Linked DNA regions of Mus musculus: all the other regions are linked to region 1. A link is a contact called in public Hi-C data. All regions are on one chromosome and are shown on one strand. Each heading gives the region's core, a stretch centred on a gene start, on an enhancer-like site or on the middle of the called end of the contact. The rest is flanking DNA. Distances are from core to core; before and after follow the strand shown.

The links. Hi-C and Micro-C count contacts between places; a contact is called where the count stands out from the background.
Region 2: a contact with region 1 is called in a Hi-C map of uterus, with 2.3 times the contacts expected there. The contact joins two enhancer-like sites. A contact is called at or near these places in 2 of 15 datasets of contacts at CTCF or cohesin (the NIH/3T3 cell line and stem cell-derived epiblast-like cells), 26 of 484 Hi-C or Micro-C datasets (CD8 T cells, embryonic stem cells, ganglionic eminence and 4 more), 11 of 115 datasets of contacts at active chromatin or transcription factors (the 230-238 cell line, acute myeloid leukemia, bone marrow-derived macrophages and 5 more) and 3 of 9 other capture datasets (adipose tissue, liver and pancreatic islet).
Region 3: a contact with region 1 is called in a Hi-C map of liver, with 1.7 times the contacts expected there. The contact joins two enhancer-like sites. A contact is called at or near these places in 13 of 484 Hi-C or Micro-C datasets (the BV-2 cell line, the C2C12 cell line, CD4 T cells and 9 more), 2 of 115 datasets of contacts at active chromatin or transcription factors (bone marrow-derived macrophages and pancreatic cancer cells) and 1 of 9 other capture datasets (bone marrow-derived macrophages).

The regions. Positions count from the first base shown.
Region 1 is chr14:120,256,294-120,258,899 of GRCm38.p6, reverse strand. No RefSeq gene overlaps it. Among named protein-coding and RNA genes, the nearest start is that of Mbnl2, 18 kb to the left of the region's middle. Within about 2 kb of position 1,324, at least 21 of the 459 cell types and tissues checked have an H3K27ac peak or open chromatin away from gene starts, as enhancers often do. A contact at or near this core is called in liver and uterus, where this site is marked.
Region 2 is chr14:120,376,935-120,379,540 of GRCm38.p6, reverse strand. Mbnl2 (muscleblind like splicing factor 2) reads right to left here. Exons shown (of 8, transcript NM_207515.2): 3 at 227-391. The region is part of intron 1 of Gm26679 (a long non-coding RNA gene); the gene reads left to right. Among named protein-coding and RNA genes, the nearest start is that of Gm26679, 11 kb to the left of the region's middle. Within about 2 kb of position 1,295, at least 53 of the 459 cell types and tissues checked have an H3K27ac peak or open chromatin away from gene starts, as enhancers often do. A contact at or near this core is called in uterus, where this site is marked.
Region 3 is chr14:120,335,334-120,337,939 of GRCm38.p6, reverse strand. All of the region lies in intron 2 of Mbnl2 (muscleblind like splicing factor 2), which reads right to left. Among named protein-coding and RNA genes, the nearest start is that of Gm52122, 16 kb to the right of the region's middle. Within about 2 kb of position 1,294, at least 83 of the 459 cell types and tissues checked have an H3K27ac peak or open chromatin away from gene starts, as enhancers often do. A contact at or near this core is called in liver, where this site is marked.

The DNA.
Region 1 (2,606 bases), core at 75-2,574:
TGCCTTCCAACTCTAAGATATTCCCAAAGCTTTTTCTTCCTAAAAATCTCACCTTGCAAAATGGCTTAAGACTTAAAGAGCCATAGTTAGGGGATTTATTTGGGAAATATTGCATTTCTGGAGATACCCAATGTATACGAGAGTAATAAAGACCCTGAGAAGTTCTGCAGGAAAGAAATGTATAATACTATTGAACCCCAAATGGATAGCTCCTATTGATAGAATAGTTACGCCCTGGGAAACACAGGTCTTCAGGGTAGCAAGCTCAGGGAGTAAGAATTCCGTCTGAGCAGAAACAACTGTTTGGACTCACCTTGAGTGAGTGGCTAGCATTTTCAAGTCCATTTTAGTAAACATGATGAAACTAGTCACTGGTGCTTTTCCACAAGCTGATGGAGGTTTACAGCTGCCCTGTATGGGGAGTGGGGACAGAGGCGACTGAAATACAGGGAGAAAACAGCAAGTGGAGGAAAGGGAGACAGAGGAGACCCAGGGCATCCTGGAAGGCCAAGCCTGTTGCTCACCTAGCCTTGTGGAATTCCTTGTTCAAGGCCCCACTACTTCACTAGCTTCACTACATTTACACTAGCTTCAGTGTAAACGCACGCACGTTGCTGACCCCAGATCCCACTCTTCGCCCAAGCTCATTTCTGCTTCAGTTCTTGTGGAGATAGTACATCGTTGTTAACATTATTAAAGGTAATCCAAGAGGCATTGAGAATAGTGGGAGGATCTAGGAGCTAATCAGCCCCAGCGCAGGCTCATCTCTCTTAGTCTTAGCCTGAGATCCCTGGGCCCTAGGAGGCTTCATTGCTGTGATAGAAAGGGGCACTTCCCAGAACTCATTAGTTCTTAGGAAATGATAAATGCCCAATAAACACTGCCTGTTGTTTTCAGTGTGGGTCATAGCCTAGTTCTAATATTATGCAAGTTTTATAGCCTGGGCTTGATTTTCACTGTCAGTAACAAAAGGTAGAATTCTCCTTGTCTTCCCACTCCTATCAGCTGAGTGAAGGCTGAGAGGTCAGAATCTATGAAAATGAACCACAGACTCCTGGAATAGCCTGGGTGCTATCCCCAGCAGCCGTGTCGTGAATGAGGTGGACAAAGCTGGCATGGAGGTAGAAAGCACCCCTGCTTCCTTATTTTCTCTCAGAGGCTCAGCAGCAAATGCATCCCAGGTAGATTTTGCTGGGTCAGATGATTTCTTGCTGAGTCATGACTATGGATACAACTGAGAGAGACAAAGGGATGTTTGCCGGGGGCTGACGCCATCTCTAGCTACATATTTGCTTTTTATCGATTGATTTAATAGCTTTGATCTTTGATCTCAGAAATAGCCCTGTGTGTTACATAAGAGTAAAGCCACTCCAGTCCCGGTGAGGCAGAGTGAACACCTGGGTTATAAAACAAAAACAGGTGAAGAATCAGATTCGCCAGATGTACTAGGCTTTCCCTACCTCTCTGGGTTTTTGTCTTCACATATTTGATTAAATTTAAAATTAAAATTTAACGTTGGTTGTGCGTTTAACACAGAGATCCATTTTGATGACACATTGCGGTGGGGCAGGGTTGAATTTTGTGTTCTATCTGGGTCAGCTGAGTAAATCAACAGCATTAACGAGCTTTATTAAATCATCTTAGTAAAAGCCCCGCTGTCGTAACTGTTTACTTAACTCTACATCCAACCAAAACAGCTGCCACCCACCCCCTGACGGATTCTGTTCTGAACGGGAGTTCTTTTCTTAGGAGGGAAGATAGCAGAGGGGTTGCAATCCAAAGGCAGTCTATTGAGAGTCCATTAAAGGACACTCTGTGACAAAGTAGCCTCCAGATAGACCCCGACTTCCTATTAAGAAGGAATACAGTGCAAGGAGTGCAGTCAAGGAAAACATTTTGCTCTTGTCTTTTACTTTATTTTATTTCGTTTGTGGTGTGTGTGTGTGCGTGCACACTCATGCTTGAGTGCTTGCCCATGCTTAGGGAACTGCACACACATGTGGGGTCCAGAAGAGGAAGATGTCAGACATTTCCCTTTATCACGAGGTCTCTCACTTGTAGCCCACGTCTGGCTTTTATGTGGGTGCTGAGGAGGATTTCGACTCAGATCCTCCTGTTTACACAGTGAGCGCTTTTAACTGCTGAGCCGAATACAAGCCTCTTGCTTTATTTGACTTTGCATTGCTTTGGCTCCTGGGACAGGATCAGCTTGTGGTTCTCCATCTTTGGAGTATATCACCACCCCTGACTTCTGCCATACACACACACACACACACACACACACACACACACACACACACACACACACAGAGAGAGAGAGAGAGAGAACTCTGCAAAGGCCACTTAATTCCTCTAGAGCCAGCTGCATTGACTCAGAAACCAATGTCTGCTGAGATTTGGAGCCATGCTGGTGTGAGATGGGAAACAGCCCTTCCTACTCCTTAAGAAGAATTACCACAAATAAACCCACCAACCATTTAAATATTTTTAAACGTATGTGTTTACGTGTGCATCTGTGTACATGTGTCAGCACCTGAGTGCAGTCCCAGCTGTGACCAAAAGAGGGCACTGGATCCCTGGTAGCAGAAGTTACAGATGGTTGTGAG
Region 2 (2,606 bases), core at 46-2,545, 120 kb before region 1:
AGAGGTTGGCCCTGTCCCATTGGTACACACACTTCTCTTCCCGTTCAAATGAAGAGAAACAGGCAGCTGTGAAAAACACCGTTTTCAGCGTCCACTGAGCTTCAGAGCTAACTGTCCTGATTGTAACCGAGATGACAGAGTACATGGAGGTCATTTTTGGTCACCATGGCTCTGCCCGTACCAACCCTGCCGTCACCCATTCCACCCTTAGAAAAGGCACACTCACCACAGGATGGAGCGGCGTTCCTGGAAACATAAATTGCATCTGCTGGGCAAGCATCGCTGCTGCAGTTTTTTGCTGGATCAAATTGTTCCTCCCATTAATCTCTAGCTGGGTTTTTAAGTGTGTCGGAGGATGAAGATATTTGCAGTTCTCTCTTGAACAGCGGCCCTGCAAAACGGACAATCTAGGGTTAGGATTGCACTCGGGAGCCAGGGACTCCATTGCCAACAATGTCGAGTCATTACTTTCATTCCTTATGTTCCAAGGCAAGGGTGGTGCGTGTGCGTGTGTGTATGCATGTATGCCCGTGTGTGCATACACATATGCATGTGTGTATGTGTGCATATGTTTGTGTGTGTGTGTTACAGAGAACGAATCAAATATTACACGATTATCCAGGCCCCTCCCCTCGTCTTTCCCCTCCCTCTGTTCTCCCTTTCTTGAACCGCCTTCCCTTCTTGGAATGAAGATGGAAGTAAGTTTTATGTGTGTGATCCAGACTAGCCAAAGACATGAGTTTGCAGCTGTTGAGTGTGGGCAATAGGGACCGAACTCCTGGAACTGCTGACTGATACCCACCCAGGCGATCGCTGCTGTGAGCTGGATAAGCACCTGCATGTTTGACACGAATACAAAGCTCCCACCCTTCCCCATGACTGAAGAATCTGACTTGAAATCAAAGATGACAAAGTAAGGCGTGCTCATGGCTGTGTTATCTTCTGGACACGGACATGGGTAGCATGAGAAAAACCATTAGGCGATGAGTGTGTACAAACAGACCTGAAGCGTCACTGCGTCTGGAACTGCAAAACCCCAAAGTATGCAAAACTACCAATCATGTGAGAATTGCACTTCTGTGCGAGTTAGGCAATTTCTAGGGAAAGAAGAGCAAACTGTGGCAGGCAGTTGGAATATCAATATTCCCCAAAGAATTAGTTTATCTGCAACCTGGCAAAAAGTATACGGGTTTGTTTATCAGATAAAAATAAAAATTAAAGCAAGTGTGGAGGAGCTGGAGGAACGGCTTTGTTTATAGCTACTCTGAAGTACGACCTCTGGAGCTCTCTCTCTGTCTCTATTAATTCCAGCTGCACTGCTGGCATCTCTGGCTTCTCCTCTAGTGAGAATTCTTCCTTGAAGCCAGGGTGACGGCAGACTGGAGTCCCAGGCTCAGTCCTGGTGGTCTGTGCCATCAAACCGTACCATCCTGAAGTTCAACTCGCAGCGCGAGCAACTGCCTCACTGTCTTGGAGTAGACAGGAAAAAGAGTTGATTTCTCATGAATCCTTAACATCAGTAATATCAGTTTCTCAGCCTCAAGTTCTTGTCACTTTCCTATTCAGCTTCCTGGATGCAAACAGACATCCTAAGGCGATGCCAACTGAATGGACATCAGGGTAGCTGGAGATATAACCACCCCTGCCCCCTCCGATGCTCCGCAAATCTGGGTTTGATTGTTTTTGTCTTCATTTCTGAATCTTAGATCTTCTCAGTACTTTGCTACTTCCCAGGGTCATCCCTGCCCCCATTCCTATGAATTTATTTCAGTCATCTTTGACTTTACACCTCTTTTCTTTCCTTCTTGATGATCTCCGCCCCCCACCACCATTCCCTCAGCCTTCTAGCTTGTTAAAATTTAATCTCCAGGAGAGCATTCAGGTAGGGCCAGCTCCTACATCTCAGCATGTGGCCAGCCAGTGAGTCAGCTGCCTTGATGTCAGATGTCCAGATGAATTCTGTCATCTGTGAAGGAAGGCAGTGACAGGATCTGAAACAGAGCTACCTCCCATCAGCCTGGGTGCAGAGGGATTAAACAACAACAACAACAACAAAATTCTTGTTGTTTAAAACTAAGGCAGCTTTGGTGATCTCAGTTCCAAGTCCCCACCCATACACACTGCACTGGACACCCAACAACCAAGGAACCGTGCTGACCATGCTCGTGTGAGTCTGGTCTGTGTACACGAGAGTGGGGGGTAGTTTGGATGCAGGGCGGGGCAAAGCAGGATCCTAAGAGGGGAGATGAAACCAGCAAGATATCTAACATGCATCAGGATGGTAGATGGCTTGGGGCATAATTATCAATTTGATCAGTAATCTTCTAATTTGATGCTTTGTTGCTACTCATACAGATTTCAAATGGTTGGCAAATGTGGTTTTCTGGTTGATGCTGTTATTCCTTCTTATGACTGGAACCCTTGAAGAACCACGTTAGCCATTTTCCTGGTGATAGAACGAGGTTTATAACATTAGATTCATCATTTATCAATGGACTCTCCCGTTTCACGAGAATTAATTCAATTTCCCACTGTCCTCTCTTATACACGCTGAGTGCAGAATATTATTGATCATCAATGTGCCGGGCAATTTTATACGTGGTTAT
Region 3 (2,606 bases), core at 45-2,544, 79 kb before region 1:
CATTGTTTCTCCAGAACAACTGCAAACTCTGTGAGAAGCCCCAGCTTTTTGTTCAGGAACCCGATTCAGCTCTTGGCTCTGCTGGGGACTAAATGGTTGCTTGCAGAACACGGAAATGAATACACCTGTCTGAAGTGCTCCAGGAAGTCAAGTTTCTCTGTTCATGGCTTCGCATTCCAGTGAGAACACACTGGTTCGACTGGAATTCCTCACTAAGGATGCTGCTCCCCAGCATTTTCCAGATGTTGCAGCTTCTGTGAAAGGCTGGGTGCCCAACGGGAATGAAAACGGGGCCCCGTGAATTAGCAGAGCCCAATGAAGCCTGCAGATGATTAATTTTAGATTCCAAGCATCTGGGTCAGAGCTGAGTTTCACGGCAGCTGTGGAAACCATCTCTTTGGTATCATTAATGATTTTCCTAAGGGCTGGGAGCGCCTGAAATACGCCTTCATATGAGATTTGAGTCTGAACTGGATGGATATTTAATAACAACTTAACATATATTGCATTCACCATGGGAGAGCTTCCTATTTTTAAAATGATGGTCAATGTATCTTCTGGGTGGGGTGGGATGTGCGCGTGTGTGCATCTGCGGTACAGCGAAGGCCTGAGGTTAACACAAAGTAACATTCCTCAATCACGGTTTGACCTTATTCATTAATTTAACTTATCTGTTTATTTTGAGGTGGGACTTCATAGCCAATCAGTCTAGTGAGCTCATGTCCAAAAATAAATAAGTAATCATATTGAATATTCCCGTTTCCACCACCCCCCGTGTTAGGATTATACATGTTTATCACACCTGACTTTTATACATGGTTGCTGGGAATAACTCAGACCCTCCTTCTGGCTCAGGAAGCACTTCACCCACTGGGCCCTCTTCCCAACGCTGGGTTATTCATGTGACTTAAGCAGCTAATAACGCTCTCAGTCAAAAGCCAGATGCACTATCCTGGTTTTTAAAAGAAATGTCCTGGAAGATGATAATACTTTAAGGGAAAAGAAAACAAGCAGAAAGCTGACGTTCTGGCTTTAAAGAGGCTAAGGCCTTGGAAGCATTTTCTTATCCTTCGCCCGCTGGAGCTATTTCATCCGCTCTAAGGCATAATCCCCAGTGTGGATATTCAGCCTCAGGTTGTGAGAAAAAGGGCTTGTCGGTCACATCACTAAAATTCTAGTCCGTGGGGCAGCATGGCCACCCTAAGTGTGACTACAAAGAGCTAGGCTGACACCTCCTCCCTCCCAGTTTGGGAGGCTTGGGAGTCTGAAAGGTCAGCTCTCAGGGGGTGGAGCTGTCCTCGGAGTATCATGTTGTTCTTGGCCACGACAGTGCTGAAAGAGAGTAATGCAACTATGCTGTAATCTCTGAGCCGGAAGACACTGAATCCATCCAAGTGGAAAGAATATGCTAGTTAGCAGTAGTAGGGTCAGTTCATGAGGAAACTGCAGAACAGGTGAAGTTCATCGGTGACGTAGCCCCTGCAGAGCGAGCCTGGTCTCTATAGCTCCAGGACTGTGTCCCTTGGCATGGTATACATACACTTGGCATTGTCTGACAGCTGCCTTAGGTTTCTTGGGCCTTTGTTCCAGTATGCAGGGACAAACACATCCCAGGTTTCAGGGTCTCTGTAGTAAAAGTAGGGGAAGAAGGGGCGCCTCCCATTCTAAAATGGAAATTGACTGGTTTGATGGGTCCAACTGACATTATTTATAAACAGGATACTTCCCGGGGATGTCTAAAGTTCTCTCTCTCAGGGAACAGGAGCTTTATTAGTGATTTTTTTTTCCTTTTTTAAGTAAGAGGACACTTCCAGCATGTGTGACACATGACGAGAGCTTATGGTGTAGACATCTCATGGCTGGCTGAATAGAAGAGCAGATCTTTGCCTTTGAATTCACGGAGCAGCACTCTGTAATAAGAGCTGGGCATGGCTTCTGCCCCGGCAGGGCACCATGGAGAAAAAGCAACATCGTTTAAAGATAATGACTCCATGGAAGAAAAGAGAAGTATGGTAATCGGGAAAACAAGAAAAGAAAAAAAAAAACCTCAGAAATAAAATAATAATAATAATAATAATAATAATAATAACTTTTGAATTGAATGAATTTAACTTCATAGGAAAAACATAGGTCAATGCTCTAGTTTTAGAATGACTGGTGAAAAAGAAAAAACAAAACAAAACATGATTGTGATTAACGCCAGCCTCAGTCTGTAACAAGTTTGGATAACTGTACAGATGCCCCAAGGTGACCCAAAATAAAACACTCACTGCCCCTCCCCCCGCCCGTGCACATGTGCATGTGCGTGTGTCACAGGCAATCAAACCTTGAAAATCACATATGCTGTTCAAGCATGCCACCTCTGGGCCGCAAACCCAGCCTGCTCCTTCCATTTTAGTAGCTTTTAAATGACACTTGAGTTGAGTCTCCATGTATCCTTCCTGCCGGAACAGCTACAATCACTGAGCACGACGTACAAGTGTCTTTTGGGATGTAAATCAAAGGACCATCTTTGTGCGGAGCCTTTACTGCTCATATTTATAATGGATTATGGGGAACTTGGAAAACAGGTAGCCAGAAAGGTTGTATGGATTTTATCAGAATAG